Linked DNA regions of Mus musculus: regions 1 and 2 are each linked to region 3. The links are chromatin contacts, called in public Hi-C and HiChIP or PLAC-seq maps. All regions are on one chromosome and are shown on one strand. Each heading gives the region's core, a stretch centred on a gene start, on an enhancer-like site or on the middle of the called end of the contact. The rest is flanking DNA. Distances are from core to core; before and after follow the strand shown.

What was found. Hi-C and Micro-C count contacts between places; a contact is called where the count stands out from the background. HiChIP or PLAC-seq counts read pairs in DNA pulled down with a chosen protein or histone mark.
Region 1: a contact with region 3 is called in a Hi-C map of uterus, with 4 times the contacts expected there. The contact joins two enhancer-like sites. A contact is called at or near these places in 2 of 484 Hi-C or Micro-C datasets (cerebellar granule neurons and uterus).
Region 2: a contact with region 3 is called in an Esrrb HiChIP or PLAC-seq map of embryonic stem cells, with 8 times the contacts expected there. The contact joins two enhancer-like sites. A contact is called at or near these places in 1 of 15 datasets of contacts at CTCF or cohesin (large pre-B cells), 1 of 484 Hi-C or Micro-C datasets (nephron progenitors) and 2 of 115 datasets of contacts at active chromatin or transcription factors (both in embryonic stem cells).

Annotation. Positions count from the first base shown.
Region 1 is chr13:29,768,341-29,771,146 of GRCm38.p6, forward strand. All of the region lies in intron 5 of Cdkal1 (CDK5 regulatory subunit associated protein 1-like 1), which reads right to left. Among named protein-coding and RNA genes, the nearest start is that of Cdkal1, 86 kb to the right of the region's middle. Within about 2 kb of position 1,476, at least 115 of the 459 cell types and tissues checked have an H3K27ac peak or open chromatin away from gene starts, as enhancers often do. A contact at or near this core is called in uterus, where this site is marked.
Region 2 is chr13:28,987,671-28,990,772 of GRCm38.p6, forward strand. No RefSeq gene overlaps it. Among named protein-coding and RNA genes, the nearest start is that of A330102I10Rik, 27 kb to the right of the region's middle. Within about 2 kb of position 1,596, at least 47 of the 459 cell types and tissues checked have an H3K27ac peak or open chromatin away from gene starts, as enhancers often do. A contact at or near this core is called in embryonic stem cells, where this site is marked.
Region 3 is chr13:29,276,909-29,279,716 of GRCm38.p6, forward strand. It overlaps a transcript of Cdkal1 not described here. Among named protein-coding and RNA genes, the nearest start is that of A330102I10Rik, 260 kb to the left of the region's middle. Within about 2 kb of position 1,338, at least 8 of the 459 cell types and tissues checked have an H3K27ac peak or open chromatin away from gene starts, as enhancers often do. A contact at or near this core is called in embryonic stem cells and uterus, where this site is marked.

The DNA of each region.
Region 1 (2,806 bases), core at 226-2,725, 490 kb after region 3:
ATGGTATTTCTTAGTCTGACTATAGGTAAGGGCAAAAAGGTCTGCTTGCAAACACTTTTAAAACCAACTCTAACATTCTGGGCCTGGTAAATAAGAGAGAGAGAAATGAAATGTGCACCTTACTGCAGCAGCATTTACACCTTGTAGGAGAGACATCAAGTCAGCCCCCAATAAACAGACTCTGTTCCTTTCTTACAGAGCTGTAAATCTGTTGAGAGCAACAATGGACTGCATCCAAAAGAAAGAAAATCACACTGCGTCTCCTGGCCTCTTTCACATGCAGGTGGTTCTCTCATTGAGGGTCCAGACAAGAGAGACAAATACTGGTATTGAGTAGAACTTTCTAGAAAGCACCTTTGAAAAAGAGGTACTTTCACCTGGCATAGTCCTCTTTTACTTCCTACTTTTGGGCAAACAGGTGTTGTAGCTGGGAAGCATAACTGTTTGACACCATAAGGAAAGAGCCACTGATAATACAAACACCTCAGCCTCTCAGATCCCACAACCGGTAAACCCAACTAACAACTTGGTAACTGTGGAGTTGGCACTATATCAGGAAACTAAATCCCCCTACCTTATTTAAGCCTCTATTTATTAGGTTTTATATGACATTTTCTGAAGTTAAGTGCAAAGTAATACAATCTAATAAGAAAGAGATACAGAAAAGGTTCTTAGAAAATCCACAGAGGAAGACATTTGTATGATGGAGGCAGAGGGCAGAGGGGATCAGGAAAATAAATGTCCAGAGAAGCAAATATACAAGTCAGTCCATTCATTTGTTCAAGGATCACCTTCCTCCACTGTATGAGCCACTGACACTGAGGGCTGAGGGGACACAGGCAAGAAGAATCTTATAACAGAGTTACCATAAGGGGAGGACACCCAACCAGCACTGGACTGTGCCTACCCCTTCTTTCTACTACTCATCATGAAGTTACAAAGGAAAATGAACTCTGAGGAGGATTCATATCATGGCTATTACCTCAAAATCCTAAAGTATTCACCAGCCAAAAGCTGGGCTACATATTGCCTGAAGATTGTATTTTTCCTCCACTGCCACTCTAACCAATTTTCCCAAACCTCAAAAAAGTCAGTGTACTATCTAGGCAACTAACTTCATTAGTGTGCTCCAAAGAATACCCAAAAGTATAAATATTCCATATTTGGATAGCATGTGCTAAGTGGAAATGTGGTTTGTTTGTTTGTTTGTTTTCTTTTTCTATCTATTATCAGCTATTAACAACTCTATGGAAAAATTAAGAAATATCAGGTTTGTCATACTTGCAGAATAAAATAGGGAGAAAGTCTTTTCTGGGCTGTTTATAAACACACAAGATTTAGGAGAATGTCATTCAAACCAAAACAACAGGAAATCACTCTCGCTCAAAGATCGGGCTTAGATCACGGTGAGTTCCTCTCCAATCCTGCTAAAGCAAGTTTCTGCATGCCTTCCGGAGCCTCCGCCTACAGAGCTGTTAGGCCAGCGGCCAACACATATATTTAATTATGTAAGTATTCAGTGCTGTCAGCCAGCTGCTGCCGCTCTTAATACACTGACCTCTTTCACTCCTCCTCTTGCAGAAACCGGCAAAAACAAAGCAACAGTTGATGCGGCAGTAATCATGAAATATGCAAAATACTATTCTCCAAAAAAGGTTTCAGATAACTACACAATTCAGCTTTGCATTTTTAAAGTGATTTGCTCCCTCTCAAGTGCTTTTCTGTTCCTTCTTTGCAAATGCAATAACTGATCTAACTGGAAGTTCCTTTTTGTTTCTATACCTTAAAAAAGTCAACCATGAATTCAAGTATATTTTCTACTTTCTTGTCACCAAATTTCTCACTGGAACACACACGAGGCAATTGCCTTCCATCATTCCATCCATGTCTGTTCTGTGCTTACAGGACAAGCAACGGAACACATGGCCTATATGCCCATCACTCTCAGTCCTCGTTTTCAAAAGAAAAAAAAAAAAGTAAGTTTCATTTGATGTCCCTAGAAAGTCCATTCTGCCAGTAGTACCCTCAATTCCAAAGTAGCTCCAAGGGCTGGGCAGGTAGCAAAGCCCCCAGAACAGCAGAGAGCAGACTAAACAGAACTGAGACACATAAATAAATGCAAACAAAACAAGTCCACACATGGGGGATGATAACCAGAGCTAACCGTGAACAACTCACCAGAAAAGTGGGACTTCATCAGCTCAGGTTAGCAGCACGTGTGCTACAGAGCTGAGGCACCTCACTGACAGTCTCTCTTTCCTCACAGAGCTGTGTCACCCCTCACTCTAGACCCTAAGGTACCAGGTTAACTTTCCCAAACAATTCCTTCCTGTCTTCTGTTGGCAGAGATCTGGTGGCTTTTTCTCACTCACAGAAACTATAAACAAGTTGATGTTCAAATGTAAGCCAGTGCTGTGGTGTTAATAGCAGACAACACGGGAGTGACAATAGCTTTGACTGGGACACTGACAGTGAGCTGAGAGACAGTGTCAGCAGGAGCATGAAAACTGAACTGAGGCAAATTAAACAAACATGCACACAGTGAGAAATAATCATGGTGTCTCAGACTCAGGCAAAAGACCATCGGTCCTTCCCTGTGACTCAAAATGACCCAGAAGTACAATCCAGAAAGTACCCTAGCTGGTTTAGTTGGGTAGAGAAAAAGGTCCTGACATTCACAGCCCAGAGCTACCAGCATGGCCAGGGGACTCCAAGGCACAAGGACTCATAATGTTGTCATAACATCCCTCAGGAAAGAAACTGGAGACCAACTGTGACCAAAAAAAAAAAAAGTAGGCTTTCACCT
Region 2 (3,102 bases), core at 346-2,845, 290 kb before region 3:
GATCTGAACTCGGGTCTCCAAGTTTGTGCTTCAAGCAATTTATTACCTGAGCCATCTCACCAGCTCTTGTTTTTCTCCCCTCCCTCCTTCCCTCCCTCCCTTCCTCCCTTCCTCCCTCCCTCCCTCCCTCCCTCCTCCTCTCCCTCCTCCTCTCCCTTCTCTCCTGTTTCTTTGAGAGAAGTTTTTGTTTGCTGTGCAGTACAGATTCCCTTTGAATTCATAATTCCCTCTTTCAGCCTCCCACAGAGTGGAATATACGGTATACCATCACGCTCAGTTGTTTTTTAAGTAACCTAGAAAATATTTTCATGTGTTATATGAGCAAGTAATTTAAAAATACTTGTCTGGAGATTTAATTTTTTGTTTCTAATATTATCTTGCTGTCTTAGTTAGGTTTTCTATTTCTGTGACAAAACACCAAGGCCAAAGTCAAGTTGAGGAGGAAAGGGTTTATTTCATCGTACACTTTCAGGTAACAGTCCACCATTGAGGGGAATCAGGGCAGGAATTCAAGCAGGGCAGGAACTTGGAGGCAGGAACTGATGTTGAGGCCATGGTTGGAGTGCTGCTTACTGGCTTGCTGGCCATGGCTTGCATTGCCTGCTTCAACCTAGGGGTGACATCACCCACAACGGCCTGGGACCTCCTCTGTCAATCAAGAAAATGGACCACAGGCTCTGCAGAAGGTCAGGCTGATGGGGACAACTTCTCAATTGAGGTGCCCTCTTCCAAAATGACTCTAGCATGTGTCAAGTTTCCGTAAAAGTAGCAGCACACCTACATATCCCATATACCTGAGCTGCAACTCTATCACTGCATCTTAAGCTGCAACCTTCATAGAGTTCCCATTTTGGAACAGAGTCATTTCCTGCCACAGGTCACCAGGAGGTGACTTAGAGCCTGTTTTCCACTGGGCTGTGCATGATCCAGCTGGACCAGTAATTATCAAGCCGGTTGTAATTCATTAAAAAAAAAAATCTTTCTTCATTTCCTTTTTGTATCTTTTTTCGTTGGATGCATTTCCTGCACTCTAAATTCCCTTCTCTGCCTGTTTAAGAAATGCTCTGTAGACAGTTAATAGAGTCTATTTGCATTGCATTTGTTTGTTGATTTGATTTCGCAATGATCTCTTTGTCTCTTCATTTCTAAAGCAAGGCTTGGCCTGTTTTTACCAGTCAACATGCAAATTTTTCTAGAGGCTGGCCTCTACAGTCCAGTAGCAAAAGAATTTCGGTCTTGTAGAAAATATTTGCATTTGGATGATGGGCTCCTACCACACTCGGCCCCGCTGCACCTGGATGCAAATCCAGGAAGCCTTTGCTTAGAGGCAGGCTCCAGAAAGGGGAGGGCTCAGCTGCGTGCTGTTCCATTATACGAAGAATGACCTGGTGTTCAAAACAGGATTTGGAGAAGCCTTGATTTTTGTCCGTTGTGGAGATCCGTGTATGTGTGAGGCCCTTGGAGACTGGTAGTCAAGTGTGTATTGCTAGTCTGATCTGTCAGTCACTCAGGCCTTTCCCTCCTCCGCGTCTCCCTGGGCTGCTCCATCAGGAGAGGTTATCAGGTTCCCCTCAGGCTCTTTAGAGTCACTGAGTAAACTGGAGTAAAGTCTGCTTAGGAATGTGTTTCTCAACAGCACCCAGCAACTTCCTTCCGGGAGCAGTGGTTCTCAGCTTTCCTAATGCTGTGACCCCGTTAATACAGTTCCTCAGGTTGTGGTGACCCCCAGCCATAAAATTATTTTGTTGTGACTTCATAACTGTACTTTTAGCTACTGTTATGAATTGTAATGTAAAGATCTGATATGTAGGATATCTGATCTGCAACCCCTGTGGGGGTCGGGACCCACCGGTTGAGAATGGCTGCAACTGGAGTATTCTTAAGGCTGCAGAGGAGTTATTTGCAGGCGGTTTATGTTTGCCTGCTCTGGTGCTCACTATCTAGACAAGATTGTCCTGGAAATGGGAGGCTGGTCGCTCTGTTTCTCCTCCCCCAGTGAAGTTCTTCAGGATGCAAGCTAACAGTTTCACTGGGAAGAGTAAAGTCTGAGGAGGAAATACAAGTGGGGAGTTACAGGGAGAAGGAGATGTAGTGTGCTCTGTGCCCCACTTTTTAGAGAGAAAGAGAGAGAAAAGAAGGAAGGGAAAAAAAAAGAGCTGTAATTTCCTCCAGCATTGGGCTTTGTGTTTTAGACTGTGAATCAGAGAATCATTTAGGACCCATTGCTTGCCCAAATCAAAGAGGAAGTGAAGCCAGAAGCATCGTATAAAGCACAGCCAATTACCTGAGGATTATTTTACAGGTCTGAATAGAGAGAACACGGCTTTAGAATTAGCTACGATAGCTCAATATGTTAATCCTGTGTAAAAATTAAATCAGGGTGCTCATCATACACTCTGTATTTCTCTTAATGTGGTTTTACTAAATAGGGATTTTTCAAGAGTGGCTCATGACTGCTAATGCAGTCATTATGCTGACGAAGTGTTACGCACTGTAAGAAGGAAGAAAACTGAGCTGGTTAGACATTTTATCTAATTACAATGTTCCATTAAAAAATAATAATAAAATAAAAGTGTCCAGGGGCTGGAGAGATGGCTCAGCAGTTAAGAACATTAGCTAGTCTTCCAGAGGACTGAGGTTTGGTTCCCAACGTGCTGGTGTCAAGTCATGGGCATCTGTAACTCTAGTCCCAGGGGATCCTGTGCTCTCTTCTGGTCTCTGAGGACATCAGGAGTGCCTATGTGTGGTGCATAGATAGACATGCAGGCAAAACACCCATACACATAAAATTTAATAACAGCCGGGTGTGGTGGTGCACGCCTTTAATCCTAGCACTCGGGAGGCAGAGGCAGGCGGATTTCTGAGTTCGAGGCCAGCCTGGTCTACAAAGTGAGTTCCAGGACAGCCAGGGCTATACAGAGAAACCCTGTCTCAAAAAACCAATAAATAAATAAATAAATTAATAACAACAAAGTGTCCATATGCTGGATATACTATCAAGGCTTAACTCCAAAGGTAGCTTCCTAGCTTCCTCCTCTTTCCTTCCAAGGGACTTATGGGTTTACCAGTTTTACAAGATGAATTGAACAGATGTCACCCCTT
Region 3 (2,808 bases), core at 88-2,587:
AGATGTGTGGGTATCTCTGTGGTATGCTGACTTTGAGTCCTTGAGAATCCTCCCTTTGACACCAGCTCAGGGAGCTTACTCTGTTGTTGGGTAGGAAGAGTATCAGATAATGTGGAGAAGAATGCTAGAGTAGCTTTGTGCTATGAGTGCCGTGAGTGATGCAAGATATGATGTTAAAGCCAACTCCAGAAGGAATTTCCCTTGTAAAGTGACCAGGCCAGGAAACCAACGTGCAGAGCTTTATAATGTATTAATTACTTAATCTCAGTTGGGGATTTCTACCCCTGCCTTTGATCATTCAGTTCCCAGATAAAAGACACAAAACGTTTATATTTATGATAAGCCTTTAAAGTAGTAGAGCTGGGCAGTTATCTACCCTCTAAGCTATAAGAATCTATTTTCCCATCAATAACCCTGAGGCATAACTTGTCATGTTCCATCTGGGCTGCTCTTAACTCTAACTGGCCAGCCCTGATGGCCATAATTTCATGATTCACCTGTCCCATGGTGTCTTCTCCTCTCTTCACCTTCTCCTTTTCCCCTGTGGTCCTCCTCAGACCCTAAGCCCATGAACTGAAAGCCCTCTCTTCTGCCCAGCTAAAGGCTGTCAGCATCTTTATTCAATCAATAGTTTTAAATTAAGGAGCAAGGTTGCATAACATCATTGGTGTATGTGCAGATTCGTGAGGATTCTCTTGTTCCTGGGGGCAACCAGGCCTTGGGAGCCAGTATTTAGCATAATAATACATAGCAAAAGACCAAACGTCATCTATAGTACTGAGAGCCACTGAGAAAGATGGAGTATATATGATCTCACCATTACATGCTGGACCCTCTACTTGTTCATGCTAGCACACAATCAGGTTGAGGTTCAGTACAAGTGTTATCAGTCTAACTTCCCCTACCCTCCACTTAAACGACTTCTTTTGGAACTCATACTTATCCTCCATTAGAGACTTAGAGATGGGCCCATTCAACCCCTGAGGCCCAGGAGTGGGTTTTAAATTAAACAAGGATCCACTGGTCCAAACAGAGGCCGCTCTTGCTATCAACAGTAATTATACCTTACCAGGTTTTGGGCCACGATCACTGGCTGCTTAAGCCATGGAAGAGTCTAGAAACTAAAGCGCCAGGGTCTTTGTAATTAATTATGGGCAGCACTTCGTCCCACTGGAGGAAGTGTTTAATAAATAATCAAGCGATTGCAGAAACACTGTTTAATCCCAAGCCAGAAGAGAGGCTTGCTTTTTTCTTTGGAAAGAGTCGGAGTCCAAAGAGAGAACATTTGTTTACAAGTTTGAACAGGGAGTTGAGAGGCCCGCCTTTCTTCCTGAGTGAAGATAATGCGGTGATTCATGTGACTATATGACAACAACTTAAAAGTAAGGGGAGACTGGGAGGGGGGAGTGCTTTCTTTTACAAATTTAATTTCCAAATAAGCATTTGTATGCCCCCACCCTTCCGAAGAACACAAGCAATAAACTTCTTTGTACACCAAGGTCATCCACCAGAAAGAGAAAACAAAAGTCACCCTTTAAACATTTTTCTGCCCCTCTTTTCCTCCTCCCCCACCCCACCCTCACTTCCCTGGATTTCACCAAAACCCACAGCAGCTCCTTCACCAGATCAAGATCAAACAACCAAGTTCCAGGCTGAAGATCAACAGAATCGATGGCGAAGAGCGGGCGTGAAGCTGAGTGCTTCACATCGTATTTAAAATGTTAAATCGGGTTCCTATAATTCCCCTGATTTCGCTTTTTTAATTAAAAAATTCAAGCTTTATTCAACATTTGCATATTCATGCCTCTATAATGTGCGCTGATTGCATTAAAGGCAGGGGGAAAAATCATGTAAGTGCAGCCCAAATATAGTTGCTCATCAAGTGCACAGTCTTATGTGTGCATAGATAAATATTTCCAAACAAATTAACATACACCCCAGCGCAGGTGCACTGGCCTCACAGCTCCCTCTAGCTAGTTCAGTCTGACTCTCCTGTCAAGGTCCAGGAGCCAGCACGCCAGTGTGAACGTGTATAATTTGGAGACTTATAGTATTTATGGAGATTTCCTGCCACAAAAATCTCTGGCCAGAGGGACCGGTCATTAACAAGCAACATGAATTGCACGTATGTTGGATATTTATCTGCACTGTTCTTTCAGCACCAAAGGCAGGCTGGAGAGATGACTCAGTCTGTAAAGGGCCCATCACATAAGCCTGGGGGACCCACAACAAAAGCTGAGCATGGCAACACACACATGGAACCCCCTTACGGAGAAGATAGAGACTGGGGAGCACCGGGGCTTCCTAATCAGCCAGCCAGTCCAGTCATTGGGAAGCACCAGGCTCTCTTCAAAACAAACAAACAAACAAACAAACAAACAAACAACAGTGGTGGGATAACAGAGATGGTTCAGCAGTTAAAATTTGCTGCTCTTGCAGGGGACCTGAGTTTGGTTCCTGGCTCACAACTGTCTGTAGCTCCAGCTGCAGGAGATCTGTCATCTCTGGCCTCCAACACACACGAGTGTGCGTGCACAGTCTCTAGAATCAGCAAAGGGCTCTAGTAGTGCCTCTGGGAGGGAGCAGTTCTCATCCCCAAGAGATGATTCCCACTTTCCAGTGAGACAACCACCTTGGGTGGCCATTGGGAGCTATCTCCTATGCTCTTTCTTACAGAGCTAAAATGTCTCCAGCTCTTAGAAACAGGCCATGCTCAGTCTGAAACCGAGGCTGGCACTCTCCAATGTGGCTTTGTAAATAAAGCTTTATTGGGGACACAGACATGCCTGCTTACTCTCCACAGTGGCC